2 separate regions of the Danio rerio genome follow, and region 2 is linked to region 1. Evidence: chromatin contacts called from public HiChIP or PLAC-seq data. All regions are on one chromosome and are shown on one strand. The core of a region is the stretch at or near the end of the contact, and the rest is flanking DNA. Distances in the headings are between cores, read along the strand shown.

The links. HiChIP or PLAC-seq counts read pairs in DNA pulled down with a chosen protein or histone mark.
Region 2: an H3K4me3 HiChIP or PLAC-seq map of embryo shows a contact between it and region 1, with 11 times the contacts expected there. The contact joins the enhancer-like site here to the promoter of znf423 in region 1. A contact is called at or near these places in 3 of 18 Hi-C or Micro-C datasets (caudal fin and embryo) and 3 of 4 datasets of contacts at active chromatin or transcription factors (caudal fin, embryo and gastrula embryo).

What each region holds. Positions count from the first base shown.
Region 1 is chr18:19,169,396-19,176,682 of GRCz12tu, forward strand. znf423 (zinc finger protein 423) reads left to right here and starts at 2,316. Exons shown (of 8, transcript NM_001080030.1): 1 at 2,316-2,517. The coding sequence starts at 2,478. It overlaps LOC101885646 (a long non-coding RNA gene), which reads right to left and starts at 2,560. Exons shown (of 2, transcript XR_222491.6): 1 at 1,136-2,560; 2 at 1-965.
Region 2 is chr18:19,429,930-19,437,353 of GRCz12tu, forward strand. si:ch211-212o1.2 reads left to right here. Exons shown (of 6, transcript NM_001080164.1): 4 at 2,140-2,284; 5 at 4,089-4,301. Among named protein-coding and RNA genes, the nearest start is that of si:ch211-212o1.2, 48 kb to the left of the region's middle. Within about 2 kb of position 4,127, at least 3 of the 62 cell types and tissues checked have an H3K27ac peak or open chromatin away from gene starts, as enhancers often do.

The DNA of each region.
Region 1 (7,287 bases), core at 1,066-3,565:
AATAATTGTTGCATGAATAATGTAAGGGCATCAATCTACTGCCATCCCTGCTGCGTGGAGGGAAATACTAGCCAAAAGTGAGACCATTTGAGTTCAGTTAGCAGTGAAATGAAGTGTTGCAAATGCCTTCATTACTTATTTTGCGTCCGACGTAGGATTTTGTTCCTTCTTTGAATGTCCAATATTTTTCAAATGGGATCCAAACAAAAAAAAAAAAGAAAAGATTATAATACTAATAAAAATGTTTTGCCACTCATTAAAATCATCCTAAAATAGCAACGGCGTTTATTCCAAACAGGACCACCGCTTTTGTCGTTCACACCTCTTTTTCTCCAGCGTCTTAATTAATTTCATCCACATGTCTTGTAAGTCTTATTCTGAACTGTTCATTGTGGTGCAAGAAAAATGCAAATCCGTAAAAAGATGACAGAGGGTGTAATCGTGTGCTATGTGATTTCACAATGCCACTCTTTCAAACCATTCATGTCTCGGCTGTCCTTGACCCTTAAGGAGCTTGTAATGTGGGCTATTTTCCTCCTTTGAATTTATCCAAGAAAAAGGGACCACTGCGGTGAGCTTTCGCCCCTTCGTGCCAGCGGCCTCTCTCTCTGGGACACCAGAAGCACATTTAAAAGCGGTCTCCAGGCGTGCGCTCAGACGAGACAAGAGGGGCCCCGGTCCTCTGCGGGGGGTCAATTTTAAAGGCCGCTCCGTGGCTCCACAGGGCGCCTGGCTCAATCTGCAGGACATCCCACTGACCGAGACAGGGTGCCCACCATGTTATCCATGACAACGGCTGAGCAGCTCCGGCGCACCGCATGTGATTTTGACCATTTCTTAGGTTGATTTTTGCACAAATGATCTTCTTTCTGCAATTGCACTTCAGCAGCACATGCAAACGGCCAGACAGACGCTGTGGGGATTGAAAATACTGTCGAAAAGGCCTAACACTGCCAAAAGGAATCCTAGAAAAAGGGTTTAAATGAAGTTTAGTTAAAACGTATCCCAAAATAACTAAAACAACACATCTGACTGACTCCATAAAAAAAAGATGCAGATTAAACATGCATTTAATGTTGACACAAATAAACAAACACTGACACAATATATGCACTCAGAAATCTATCATACTCACCCTCTTGTTTTAAATCAGAATGAGTTTCTTTAGTCTCATTCACTTACACACAAAAAATGTAATAAAGTGAATGGTGGCGGAGGCTGTCAGGGCTTAACAAACTGCCTAATATCTCCTTTTGTGTTGAGCAAAAGAAAGAAAGTCAAAAAGGGCTTGGGAGAACGTGAGGTTGAGTAAATGATGACATTGTTTATGTTTTCGGCTGAGCCCAACTATTCCTTTAAATCTAAAACTGTTCGTTTTAAACGCAGGTTAACGCATTACAAAGACGACGTAGGAATGTTAAATGTTCAAAATAACCAAAATGTCATGGTATCCAATCGACAGTTAAACGCTGGAGTGAACCCGAGACGATGGCATCGGTACAAGGAGCGCAAAAAGCGAATCCAGTCCGTCTTTTTTCTTGCACGCTGCAGAGTTTCCTCGAAGCTCCGTGTTTTGGCCCCGATCCGTGCTCCAAGTTAAGCTGTAGTTTCCATGGCTGACCATGGTTTGGTGCTGTTGGCTCTCTCTGTCTGCTCAACCCAGGCTGTGCGGAGCTCCCTGCGGGATCAGAGCGCTCCCCCGCCGGGACCCTACTCTCACATCCTCCTGCTGGGACACGGCTACATTTCCAGCCAAGCCTGGCTTTATTATGTGTGTCTGCGCTGCAGCCCCGCCAGCAGTCGGATCGGGAGGCGGAGGGAAGACCAGAGTCAGGACAAAGAAAAAGGGAGAGAGAGGCTAGCGACTAGAAATATTTACGGCTTTTAGGACGATAAACAACAAGAAGAAGAAAATCCCCTCAGGTAAAATGCTGCGTAAAATGCCATTGAGAGTGGCACCTTCGGAAAAATAACAGCGAAGGAGGGTGGTTCGGCGGATCTCAACGAAAAGAGACAGTTGCGACAACTGCAAAAAGGAGGACAAACATAGCGAATCAATTCCGAAACACCGTCGAAGTGGCTTCTCCACATTATCGGCAAGTATTGGCACCTCTCGCTACTGATCAGGTGTAATTTGGGCACGCTCCGCTTCTCGAAACTCTGAGCGCGCGTGCCCGCTCCGCCGTCAGCGTCTACCGTTACGGAGGAACAAAAGAGCGTTCGCGCCTCGAGAACGGGGAAAGCCGCAAGTTATTCGTTAAATCTACAGGTTGGAGAAGTTCAATCATTGGAATATCCCTTTCCATTGCCGTACTCTCTCTTCCTTTGCACGCTTCTGGACTAGCGAGACTGAAGTTGCCGCATTGCAACAGGCAAAGTGAAGAAATCTCCCAAGTATCAGCGCGTGACCTGTCAATATTTCTTGGAGAGGACAAGATACCGATTAAAGAAAGTAAAATATTGCTCTTAACACGGAGATGTCTAGACGCAAGCAGGCCAAACCGCGCTCCGTTAAAGGTAAGCGTTTTATGTTGCTGTACGAGAGGGAACAGAACAACTCACATGACCAATGAGATTTCCTGGGTAAAACTGGCGGGGATTGTGAAAATTCATCGTTTTACGGGTTTGCTTTCAATAGTGACACCATGTTTAGAAACTTTAGGCATGCTTTTCGATAATTATCAAATTAAGCTCTTTCATTTTGATGCCAGGTGCCAGCAGGTCTTGTGTTTGGGAGGACAAGTTACCTCATATAAGCTGAAGCAAGGAGCTATACCTAAAAAATACATGTAAATAGGTTAGTTATTAATAATAGGTGTAATATGTTTTTAAAAAGCCCAATTTCTAATAAATTATATTTACATTTTATAATTAAACTTAATAGTTATCATAATCACGTCATTATTAATATTATACGATATACTACATTTAAATGTAAACTTTATTTATTTAAAATAAAAAAAATTAACTATATTATTTTTATTGATATTTTAACCTTATTTTTAATAGAATAACCTTTTAATTAGGTATATTCCTACATCACTCATTTTATACACCTCTCAGTCTGTTGTAGTGTAAGTGAAATTTGATTCTCTGCAGACCTCAGATTGCAGTTTTCCCCCCCTCTTTGCTGTTTATTGTCTTGAATTTATTCCCGGTTGTGACTTTGACATGTCAGAATCAGTCACACACAGTCCCATCTCATTCATGCCCCTCCTACAAGACTCAACACTTTCAGGCAGGTGAATTTAGGAGCAATAAGGCCTGCTGCTATTTCAGCTTGTCCATCAGCAGATATTGTGCTGCTGGTCGAGATATCACTTGGCACCGTCACCCCAATAGAAACCAGATGGGCTTTCGGGTGGCCATGTGGCCCATATTAGTACCCCCTCCCCCAAATAATAACCAGTTTTTTGTTTTAATTAACGGCCGCAATCTGCAGAGGTTCATCAAGGGAGAAACAAAAACGGTCATAAGTTTACATAGAGTGTAAGTGGATAATATTCATGGTGGATGAAGTGAAAATACACTCATAGACATTTAACACTGACAGAGCCTGCTGGGTGCAGATCAATCCTAAACAATGTTGTTGAGTTGTTTTGCAGAAAAGTGCAGGCTGTTGACCCTGTAATCAATAATGTAATATTTATTTTTTCACATGCGCAGAGTGATTATTGTAATATGCATAATCTCCCCCCCCCCGCTAGCATTAACCAATTTTATTTTTGTTTGTTTTGTTTATAAAAGGCACATTTAAAGCAAATGTCTTGTTGTGTTGCAACAAATACTATTGCAGTTTCCTATCGAGTATGCGTTGGCCTGCAGCAGCACAGAGGTTTGGGGGTAAACAGTGATTGTATTGACTCAGCGATGCACATCAATCAGAGGCCAATTAAATATGTAACCAAGGCTCGCTCTGTCCCTATCTCAGCCCAGCACCTTTAGCTTTGATTGGAATGCTTGGAGATTAGAAGGGCACCAACAATATGTCTGAGTGTGGTATGCACAAAAATCACTCATGTTTTTTTATGTTCCGGTGTCTTGTGTATTGGCTCGCTCATCCAGAGGTTAAGCTTGTTTGTCATTAATTTCTGCTTTGATATGTTGCAATCTGCAGGTGTTAGGGATGTAGTAAACATATGCAGGCGCATTGGTTGCTGCTGGTGGTGGTGGGCTTCTTGAGAATCCATTGCCTATTGTCAAGGTAGTCCGGGTATTTTTTTTTTCCAGTAAAGGAAGTCATGCTCTCACATCACATTACATTAGAAACTGTGATTGCCAGTGTTACTCGCGCACGCAAGAGCGAGAGAGAGATTATTTTGAGAGGAAAAAGACAGCGAGCGTTCGTCAGAGGGGGAGAGGGAGCTGCGCTTATCAAAATATTATTTCTCTCAATTAATCCCTTTTTAATGTGTGTCTATGCACTGAGTGCTCGGCTGTGGCATTCCTGTTTCATATCTCCACCGTCCCCATGAGTGTTTCATGCATTATGTAGCGATGATTATTACTTAATTACACATTAATAAATCCCCTTCATTTGCAGGACATTAAGAGGGGGATGAATGCACACGACAGTAAGAGAGACGACGAGGGCACTTATTTTCATTTTTTTCACCGTTGTTTACAGTCGACCGATTCAAATTGGACATTTTATTTAATGAAAGGGAGAAACGATTGAGTGATGCTTGTCTAAAGCTCACTGAGAATAAAATCTAATGGCGTTATTTCTCCCCTCTGCCCACTGACACCAGGATGTTTTTGGTTTTGTGGACGAATTTGTTCCTGCTTTGTATGTTTATGTCTTTCAGAAATGTATTCAGCTCTTCCTGCAGATATATGTATCCTTTCCCAAGGATTTCGATTGGGAATTGAGTAATTACTTGCTGTTTTGAATGTAAATTTTGAGTGGTGAATTTGAACAAGTAAGGGACTGTGGGAAGGAAGAATTTTTCATACATAGATGCACAGCATGACTGCAAGTATTAATTTTTTTTGATGGCAAAGAGGCAATTAAAAATGGTTATAATTATTTTGGTCATTTCATAGTTTCTTATGTGAAAATTTTCAGCTCTGCATTTGTCCGACTGTAAGCGGCTGAGGTTTTCAGTTTTTTGATTTCAGCGATATTATTTGAAATGCTTATCTTACACTTTTTTTTTTTCATGGGCTGCAAGGTTACTCGTAAGAATATTAGGAAGGAGACAATGAAACTGTATTATGTTGATCGTTTTGGTGTGTGTTAATGTAGTAGTACAGGTTTCATCATATTTTTTCCTTCTTTTCTGACACCATCTGGTTTTAGCATTAAATGGCCTTTTTATTGTCACCTAGGCTTTTGGCTACGGCGGTGAAGTTTCATTGGTCAGTGGACTGTTGTAAAATGTTGAAGTGAGTTACCATAGGGCTGCGCAGATGAAGAGATCAGGGAACGAGATCCCCCAGCATTCTTATAGATCCGCATTTGTGTTTTTCATTTCGTGCTTTGATTCGTGTGCTGTTTCCAGTTTTTGTGAACCAATCACTTTGTTGCATCTGTTGCATATTTTCAAATGATGGTTCGTTTAGAATAATAGATTCAATTTATTTTTAGGTTGTTTTTCCATTGACTTTTCTGTTGTAGTAACTGAGTTTTTTTTTCTTTCTGTAAAACATTTTCCTGAGATAATGCTATATTTAAATAAACTGTCTTGTATTTTTTTAATTAATAAATATAATCACCTGAAACTGAGAAGGCATCTGTTTTGCTTCCAGGCGTTTTAAGTGAGGATTGAGAGCGAGCTATTTATTGAGTCTGTGTGTTGACTGTTAGAGGGTGTGATTTTTGAGGTAATGGGAGATGAACCACAAAATTGATTTTTATGCTCTTGCGTTTTTTGTTTTTATTGACTTTACAGCATGAACAATTAGTTAAACAACTCTAAAAGTATTTCATCACAACCAGGAAAAAAAGTGTAATTGAGCACAGTTTGACAGCTGCTCAGGTCTTTTTTTAATGGCTTTCTTTAGGTGTTGATGTGACTCGTATCACCATATTAAGAGGCAAAACACTTTTAGCTGCTCTTTAACTTTCTTTTCAAGTCAAATACTTACACCTTGTTAGATCTCAAAGCAGTGACCCCTATTGGTGTGGAGATCATGGTGTAATTCGTCTGGTCTGTGATGGGAGGAAAAGGCGGGTGGGTTTGGATGTGGGTTTCTCCCTGGTGGGCAGTGTGTCTGCCAATGACAACTCCTTATCAGCAGCCTGCCTGCTAGTTTTGTGGGGAAGAATCTGTCTTAATGTAAGAGCTCATTCGTAGGCTCTGCCATTGTACCGGCTTAGCCACACGCTTTATCAGAAGTCCTGGGCTCAGTGGCCCGGAACCGGCGCTCGCTGCGGACCCGCTCCATGCCACGCTTCACTTCTAAAGAGAAGGCGTCGCTCTGACGCCCGCTGTTATTAATTCTGTTTGTGTGGTTGGCATTCCCTGCGCCCCCCTCTTCCTTCCCCACCAAGCCTGCCAGCCAAGGCTCCCCTGTCAGGGCTTCCCGGAGGAGCGCGGCCGTTCTAAGATGCTGCGCTCTGGAACCCGGATTGGGCTGCTGCAGAGGGCAGATTAAAACGTGCTGGAACAACGCACTGAGAAAGAGTCTCTCAAAGCTGCTCGTACCCATGTAGATTAAACATGGCAGCCATTTTCACCTAGTCCATCGAGAGCGGCGGAGACTTTTGTTTCAAAAACACGTCGCAGTACGTCTTGAAAGTATTCTTTTACATTTAGAGCGTTCATTTTGGTGACCTAGAATAGGAGTTTGATTGACGTTTCATTCTGTTAGGTTCATTTTATAATTTAGCCCTGTCAAATTGTCCATGTTACGAAGTGGAAAGTGGTTATACAGTTCAGGGGTTTGTGATTTGAAAAAAAATTATAATAAAAAAAATGGTTCAGTGAGGGCACATAAAATTTTTACAAAAGTAGCAGTAAGTACATTAATATGAGACTATTTCAACTTAATGTCTTTTAAATCTACTAGTTCTATTAATCAGAGAACCCAAACAAATATTATCACTCTTTCAACTAAAAGTGATAGAATGATTTTTGACGGATGTGACTGAACACTAGAGTTTTCACATTAATAAATGTAATAAATGGAATGTAAATATAAATAAAGAAAATAAATGTAAAAGTACATCACAGTAAATATTACAATAAATATGATGGTTTTAATTTGTGGTAAAAACGTCTGCATATTACAAAATTTTCTGGGTTTTTAATTAAATAAATTAATCCTTATTAAAGATATTTC
Region 2 (7,424 bases), core at 2,877-5,376, 260 kb after region 1:
TATCAATGGGACATAAATAAAAGTGTTACTTTTGTCCCCACAGGAACTCTTGCCATTTTATGCTGATCTACTTTTAAACTGAAAACTTAAGAATGTGTTGTTGCACTAAATAACCTGTAGATTGATCATTGCTGTGGTGCACGAAAAGAGAAACACAACTTGTAATAAGAAAGAAACAATCGCTACAATACTTTACTTTCTGCCCTAAAAACTGAAATTAGGACTTAACCGCAGGACACAGTCTTGAAATCAGGTGATATTTGGCAGCTCCATCAAGGGTCGCATGCTGAATGTGCTATTAAAGCCAGGAAAGCAAATGTTATCAGGGCTTTAAAAAATCGCTTTGTTACTTTCGTCCCACATTTAGTCCACGCTCTCCCCTATAATGGCAAAATGGTAATCTAAATGTAATAACCAGGAATTTGAGCTAGCACAATACAGTTTTATAGTTTGATAAATAAGTCAGTAGGGTACAAATGATACAAACTGATATCATACAAGCTTCCCCAGTTGATTGATCACATTTGAGAATTTTGTTTTGTTTTAAATGAGACAATATTTATTATAATACAAATGCAATTTGTATTATTTAAGTCAAATAATTAAAGGGTCACAAAAAAACAAAACACTTTTTTTATGTTGACACATATATATGTTCCACTTTGCTAAAAACACTATTAGGACATATATTTCACAAAAAAGTGAAAATTGGTTACTATTGCATTATTTCGAGCAATTTTGTTGGTGAAACTATTTTAATTACTATGACTCTTTTAAGAAATCTGGGACTATTTTGTATCTCTCCATGAATTATATACAGTTCACAACATATATAAGTACACCCCATTTTGAAAATTTAAATTTGTATCCATACCTCAGGGAATATTGGCAATGTATTTTGGTGCATTTACACAAAACAGATTTTCATTCATTTATCATTTTTCTTTTTGGCTTCGTCCTTTTATTAATCCGGGGTCGCCGCAGTGGAATGAACCGCCAACTTATCCAGCACGTTTTTACACAGCGGATGCCCTTCCAGCTGCATCCCTTCTCTGGGAAACATCCACACACACACACACACTCATACACAACAGACAATTTAGCCTATCCAATTTACCTGTACTGCATGTCTTTGGACTGTGGGGGAAACCGGAGCACCCGGTGGAAACCCACGCGAACGCAGGGAGAACATGCAAACTCCACACAGACACGCCAACTGACCCAGCCGAGACTCGAACCACATACTGTGATTAATTATACAGATATATTTATTAAAATAATATTTTTGTCACCAAACATATTTAGAAATTGAAAGGTAATACAATTAAATTCAAGCAAAATATTGCTATAATAAATTTAAAAAGCATATAAATCTGGGTGTCCTAGTTTTTGAACCGTTATCGTAAGTTATTTTGTTAGATTAGCTCCAGATTTGGCTACAGTACTGACTAATTTAAAAATGTGAATTCAAAAGATAGATTTGTGAGGGGGTGTACTTGTATATGCTGAGCACTTTACTGTAAACTGAATGTTGTCAGTGTTAATTAGTAATACATTTGAAGAAACAAATTGTACAGATTTTTATGACAAACTTTATGCAACTAAAGTACAACATACTAATTAAAACACCACTTCTAAAGAGAGAGAAATAAAAGCTTTACATAAACTTCAAAACCTTTCTAAACAACCAGTCTGCTCATTCATTTTGTGTCATTCTTGTAAGTTACAGAAAAAATGATCAATTTGGCCAGGGTAAAAGAAGAAAAAAGCATGCAAGAGTGTCAAATGTGTCAGATTTCAGAAATAATTGTTCTGAAGAGATTTGCAGATTTTTCTCATTTTCAGTAATCAAACTTTAAACAGTGTGTCTTGTTGCTATACGAAACATTTTATATTGAACTTCTCTTTTTCTTTTCTCACCCCAAACTGCACATCCAGTATGTAGCACTAAAACAACTGTACAGTAGCTTCTATTCTGACCCTGCACTGTCTTTATCATAGACGTACCCATTCATTACCACTGGGTAATGGATCTAAATCACAGTCCCAGACACCCCTACCCATTTTTTTTTTCAATTGAACCTTAACCTCCCTTCCCTCTGCTCCCCCATCTCTCTTTACCTCTCTCTTTCCATTCAGGCATTTATTCGCCCATTCCGGGAGCATCACATTGATCCGACGGCTATCACACGGCATGACTTCATAGAGACTAATGGAGACAACTGCATGATCACCATCCTGCCTCTGGCCCACATGGCCTATAAATTCCTCTCCTACCCACCAGGTACACACACACACACACACACACACACACTTGCATACATCCACTCACTTTTCCATCGTGTGGTGAAAGTGAGTCAGCGTGACTATTTTAGAATCAATGAGTGTGACCCGAGTGAGACTCCTTGTCCTGGAGCCGTCAATGTGTCCCACATTCATCTTAAAATACCTCAAAATTGGGAAATCGACGAATGAGGATATGGTTTGAAAAGGGTAAAATGTTCCCAGTTCCATTTGTACCCTGCATGGGTTACAGGAACAGCTCAGCCAAAAAAAAATTAATTGTCATCTTTTTAACTCATGTTATTCCAAACCTGTGGATTTCTTTCCTCTTTATAAAAGCAGAGGAGAAGTGTAGTTTAATGTCTTGAGTGCATCATTTTTTTTTTTTTTTATATGATCGAAGCTAAAAATATAAAGCAGAAAAATACCAGTGTTAGCAGATATTAAAAAACATGCTAAATGAACATACTTGTTTATCTGAAAAGCAATGCATTGTTTTGGTCTGTGTAACCCAGCCCTCTGCCAGTTTACCCAATTATATTTCGGCACCCCGGGTGGCCTTGGCAGAAAAAAACACATGTAACTTCAGTCATGAAGGCTACCTCAGTGTATGAAAGCCTGGCTGAAAATGTGACCTCCGGAGGACAGTAGCAGCCTCCAAAAAAAGAGACGCAGATGTAGTTATTAAAATCCACAAGGATTTGTTTATTTTTAAATTAAATGACTAGTACAAAAGTAAGCATTAGCTGCTGTTGAATTTAGAACTTGGGGTTCGTCTCAATCGGCACCCTTGTTTAGTAGTCAATTCACTAACCAGGTTGGCAGCAATTTTAAGTGCTGTCTCAATTGCAAAATTCTTTCCGTTCACTAAAACTTTTGCACCCTGTTAGGTCCCGCACTGTGAAATTCAAGGCATAGCGATACACATCATGCACCGTTAAAGGAAGTTCAGAAGTGCAAAATATGAATCACGTGGTCTAAACCATCAAACTTAATGACAAATGAGAGATATTTTTCTAAAAACAATCTATTGTTTATTTATTTTTAACATGAACGAACAAAGCTAGGCAAGTTAGGGAAAATCTAGCAAATGTTTATTATTATTTAATTGTTGAAATGTTGCCTGCACATGAAGCAAATCAAATATTTAGCTATAATGTTCTTTTAAAACATATTAAAATAAATAAATGAAAACAATAAGTTTTGTTGTATTTTATAAATTTCAGTTTTGATGATGACGAGGATGTTTTCATGTCATGACCCAATGTGTAGTGAACCTAGCTCCTGTTCTTATCAATGCCCAAATACTTGCACACAACCTACTGATGAAGATCTTCGGGAGCTAGTGGTGCTGATTGAGACACAGCATTGGAATATCACACATGTTGTATGGACCCACTTAATTGGCCTTTTTTTTGGAGCTTGACTGTATTTATCCCTTTTCCCATTTGAGATTTTCCTGTCGTTCACTTGATGCCACAGAATGACTTTTATTCCACTAAAATATCAATCACTGATGATCCGATCAGTCAGAGGGATATAAGGTCAATGTGATTGCTTGACGGTTAGGCTAGTACTTAACTAAAGGGTTGAGGTTTGTCACTTTAAGGCATATCGTATTAATTTGCATATAATTTTCTCTCTCTCTCTCTCTCTCTCTCCCTCTCCCTCTCTCTCTCCCTCTCTCTCTCTCTCTCTCTCTCTCTCTCTCTCTCTCCCCCTCTCTCTCTCTCTATCTCTCTCTCTCCACTCTTATTCCTCTATCTCTCCCTACACCTCTCCCTTACGCTATCTGTCTTTCCCAGATGCCCTTGCAGAGTCCTACCCCTGGGAATGTTTTGTTTTTGCGTTGGCGGTTTTTGTAACCATGACTAATCAGATCCACAAGTGGGCTCACTCCTACTTCGACCTGCCACGCTGGGTCACACTATTGCAGGACTGCCACCTAGTGCTGCCCCGCAAGCACCACCGGATCCATCATGTGTCGCCGCATGAGACTTACTACTGCATCACTACAGGTACACTACTGATAGGCACTCTTAAAGGGCTAGTCCAGCTTCAAAATGGCAATTGTCATCATGCAATAGAATAAATATATATAAACATAAAAAGTGTACATCATAAGTGTCAGTTAACCCTGTTGTGTCATTTGTAAAATTCTCCTTCTGCAGTGTTGTCCCAACACTCTTCTTTTGGGGAGGGCACTTTTAGAGCTAGCTAAAATTATAACTTTCTCTGATTTTGATGGTAATCTAATAATGTGCACCTTTTGTGAAGCTGCTTAGGAACAATTATTATTGTAAGAAGCGCTATAAATTTGTACATGAATTGAATTGAAACAATAGAGGAGGAGTGCCAAACTCAGTTCCTGAAGGGCCGCAGCTCTGCAGAGTTCAGTTTCAAACTTGCTTCAACCTTAAGCACTTACCTGTAGGTTTCAAGTCTGAAGGACTCAATTAGTTTAATCAAGTGTGTTTAATTAGGGTTAAACCTTAACTGCAGAGCTGTGGCCCTCAAGGAACTGAGTTTGACATCCGTGCAATAGAGCATCAAGATGTAATGGTTAATTCCAGTCCTAGTTAGGCTTAGGCACTACACAGAGCCAAGTTTTGTTGTTGTGGATTTTGTAGCTAGAAATATAGATTTGTAGTTACTGGTTAGAAATAGAAATATATTAAATAGATTAGAAACTGTCAAATGTTGAAAAAAGATTCATTTGATCAGAACAGGTCATTCCTGAAGCAGGGAACAGTCAAGGTAAAGGTCAATAAAATTGATCTTGTGCATCTTTAGGAGAGATCCACAATGCACTGTTCGCTTGTAGAGCACAAGCTCCTTCAGACTTATGCTCGCTCCAGAAGTTTATAAACTAGTATTACAGTAAAGTAGTGCAGAGCCAGTGCTTTTTGTTTTTTAATTTTGATGTGAGCAGCAATTAATAGCCAGTGCAGATTGATGAAAAGAGTTGTTTTCATTTTTTTGGGCTTGTTAACTCTCAACGCCATATTCTGGATTAGTTGTAAAAGTTTGATAGGCCTGGCCAAAAAGCCTCTCAGAAGAGCACTGTAATAGTTAGGCCGGAACAGAGCTAGAAGTTTGACCTGTGTAGCATAGGTGGGAGGGTTTTAGGGCCCGGTATACACTAATATGTTTTAGTTGTAAAAATGGTGTTTTAGAGTGAAAAATGATCCACATCCATACTGCCGTTTCATCTAGTGTTTCTGAAAAGATCTCCATTCACACTGCAGCGCTGAAAAGTCACATCACGTGACCACACACACACTCTGGCATGCGCCGAAGCATATGCGCACGTCTAAGCTCCAGGCAGTCAGCGGTTGCTTTGAGCACACCTCCCCAGGTGAGAGCAGCGCTTGTCAGACAGTTTATCAAGCATCTACTGATGGATGTCATCTCACTAATGTTGTTGAACGTGATTTTTAATTCATCTTGTCTCTAAGGACTCTTCTGTCTTTTGAATCTATTACTTTTTCTCAGGTAACACATTTTGGCTGAGCACAAAGATAAGTTAGGCTAATATATTAATTTATGTAACCACATACACTGATTTTGCACATTTGACTGGCTGCTTGCCTTTATTTCCTATATTGTATAAACCTATTGTATTATTGATTGCCATTTTTTATTATTAATTAACTGATATTCAGCAAAAGAGAGGGTATGTTTCAAAATTTTCAGTAAAAATTAAAGGAGGCAGCAATGTTATAGGCTCCATTTTGCTATAAATATACGAACAGTAAAGATAACGGTCAAATAAACATGTAGCTACACGATACCACAACATTTTTAGTGTCTGTTAAGTTGTTAATATCAAAATCAAAATAGGCAGTTTCTTAAATCATGTTTTCATTTTATTGCTAAGAAAAGTGAAACAGCGTAGCCAGGGTGATGTGAATGATGCTATAAAGTACGTTGTTACCTTTGAAGATTTGCCCAACATGTCATCAGGAGTTTGTTTTCCATTTCAAACTTGCAAAGTCTTAATATTTATATATTATATTATGTTACAACAAAGACTTAATATTGAGAAACAGCCCCAATCACATCTGTTTTTAGATGTCTCTGCTTTCCCCCATCCAGCAGTGTTTTAAAACTCGAAAACTCTGGTAACCGTAGCTATTTGTTTTTAAAACTAAAACGTATTGGTGTAAACGGGGCCTAATTTTCCTAATGTTGTGTGAGGCAAATCTGCAGCACTGGGGAGTTCAGGTCTAGAAGTTCAGCTAATCGTCAGTCACTTTTCCAAAGTTGGAAGTCTTGGAAGGAGTAATGCCATGGTCACACTAGAGTTTCAGCTTGTAAAATTCTGTCATATGGCGCTGAGAAAAGGGGCAGGATTAAACATGATTATTAGACATTTAAAAAAGCGAGCGATTGGTCCATGTTTTAAATTTCTGTACAGAGCAGTCATGTTTTAATCTTTGATTGGTTTCATGGAGTCACTTGACGTGATTTTTCAAGGTTTTAACACAGCGAACTGCAAAACTTTTCACACAAGCTTGCATATCTGGTCTGCTGCATTCGAATTGTATGAAAGGAAGTCGATGGGGCAAAAAGTGCATTGTGACCACGGCTTATTAGTTTATGCACCTAATTAGACTGCTAATATGCAAATCTTTTAACAAGCATGAAAACCCTGTAGATAAAAAAATGTACAACATATAACTAAATGCTTTCAATGTGGCATTTAAACACCAAGTTAAAGTTAAACTAGTTCAAAGCATTTTAGACCTTTTACATTTAGCATCATCCACTGGTGGTTGAAGCAGCAGAAATGCAGGTGTAAACAGGAGCCATCATTTGTATAATACACTGGAAACGTTCTTCATGTTTATAATAACATGATTGTGCACAAATGATGACAGATTTTCCTTTTTTTGGTTGTACTATCGTTTAGTCCTGTGGGCATCTTGACAATAAGAGTTTGGATTGGATTCAGATGAGGCAGGTTAACTACTTCTGAGAGCCTTTAATGTAGCTGATCATGTTAACCTACAGTATCTGGCAAGGATTCTTCCATGAAGCGTGGCCTGCATCGCCAGTAGCTGTAGAGAGTGGGTTAAAATAACTTTTTTAAAGTCAGCTGATCGTGTGTGTGTTTGCTCGTAAATGTGTGTGTGTGT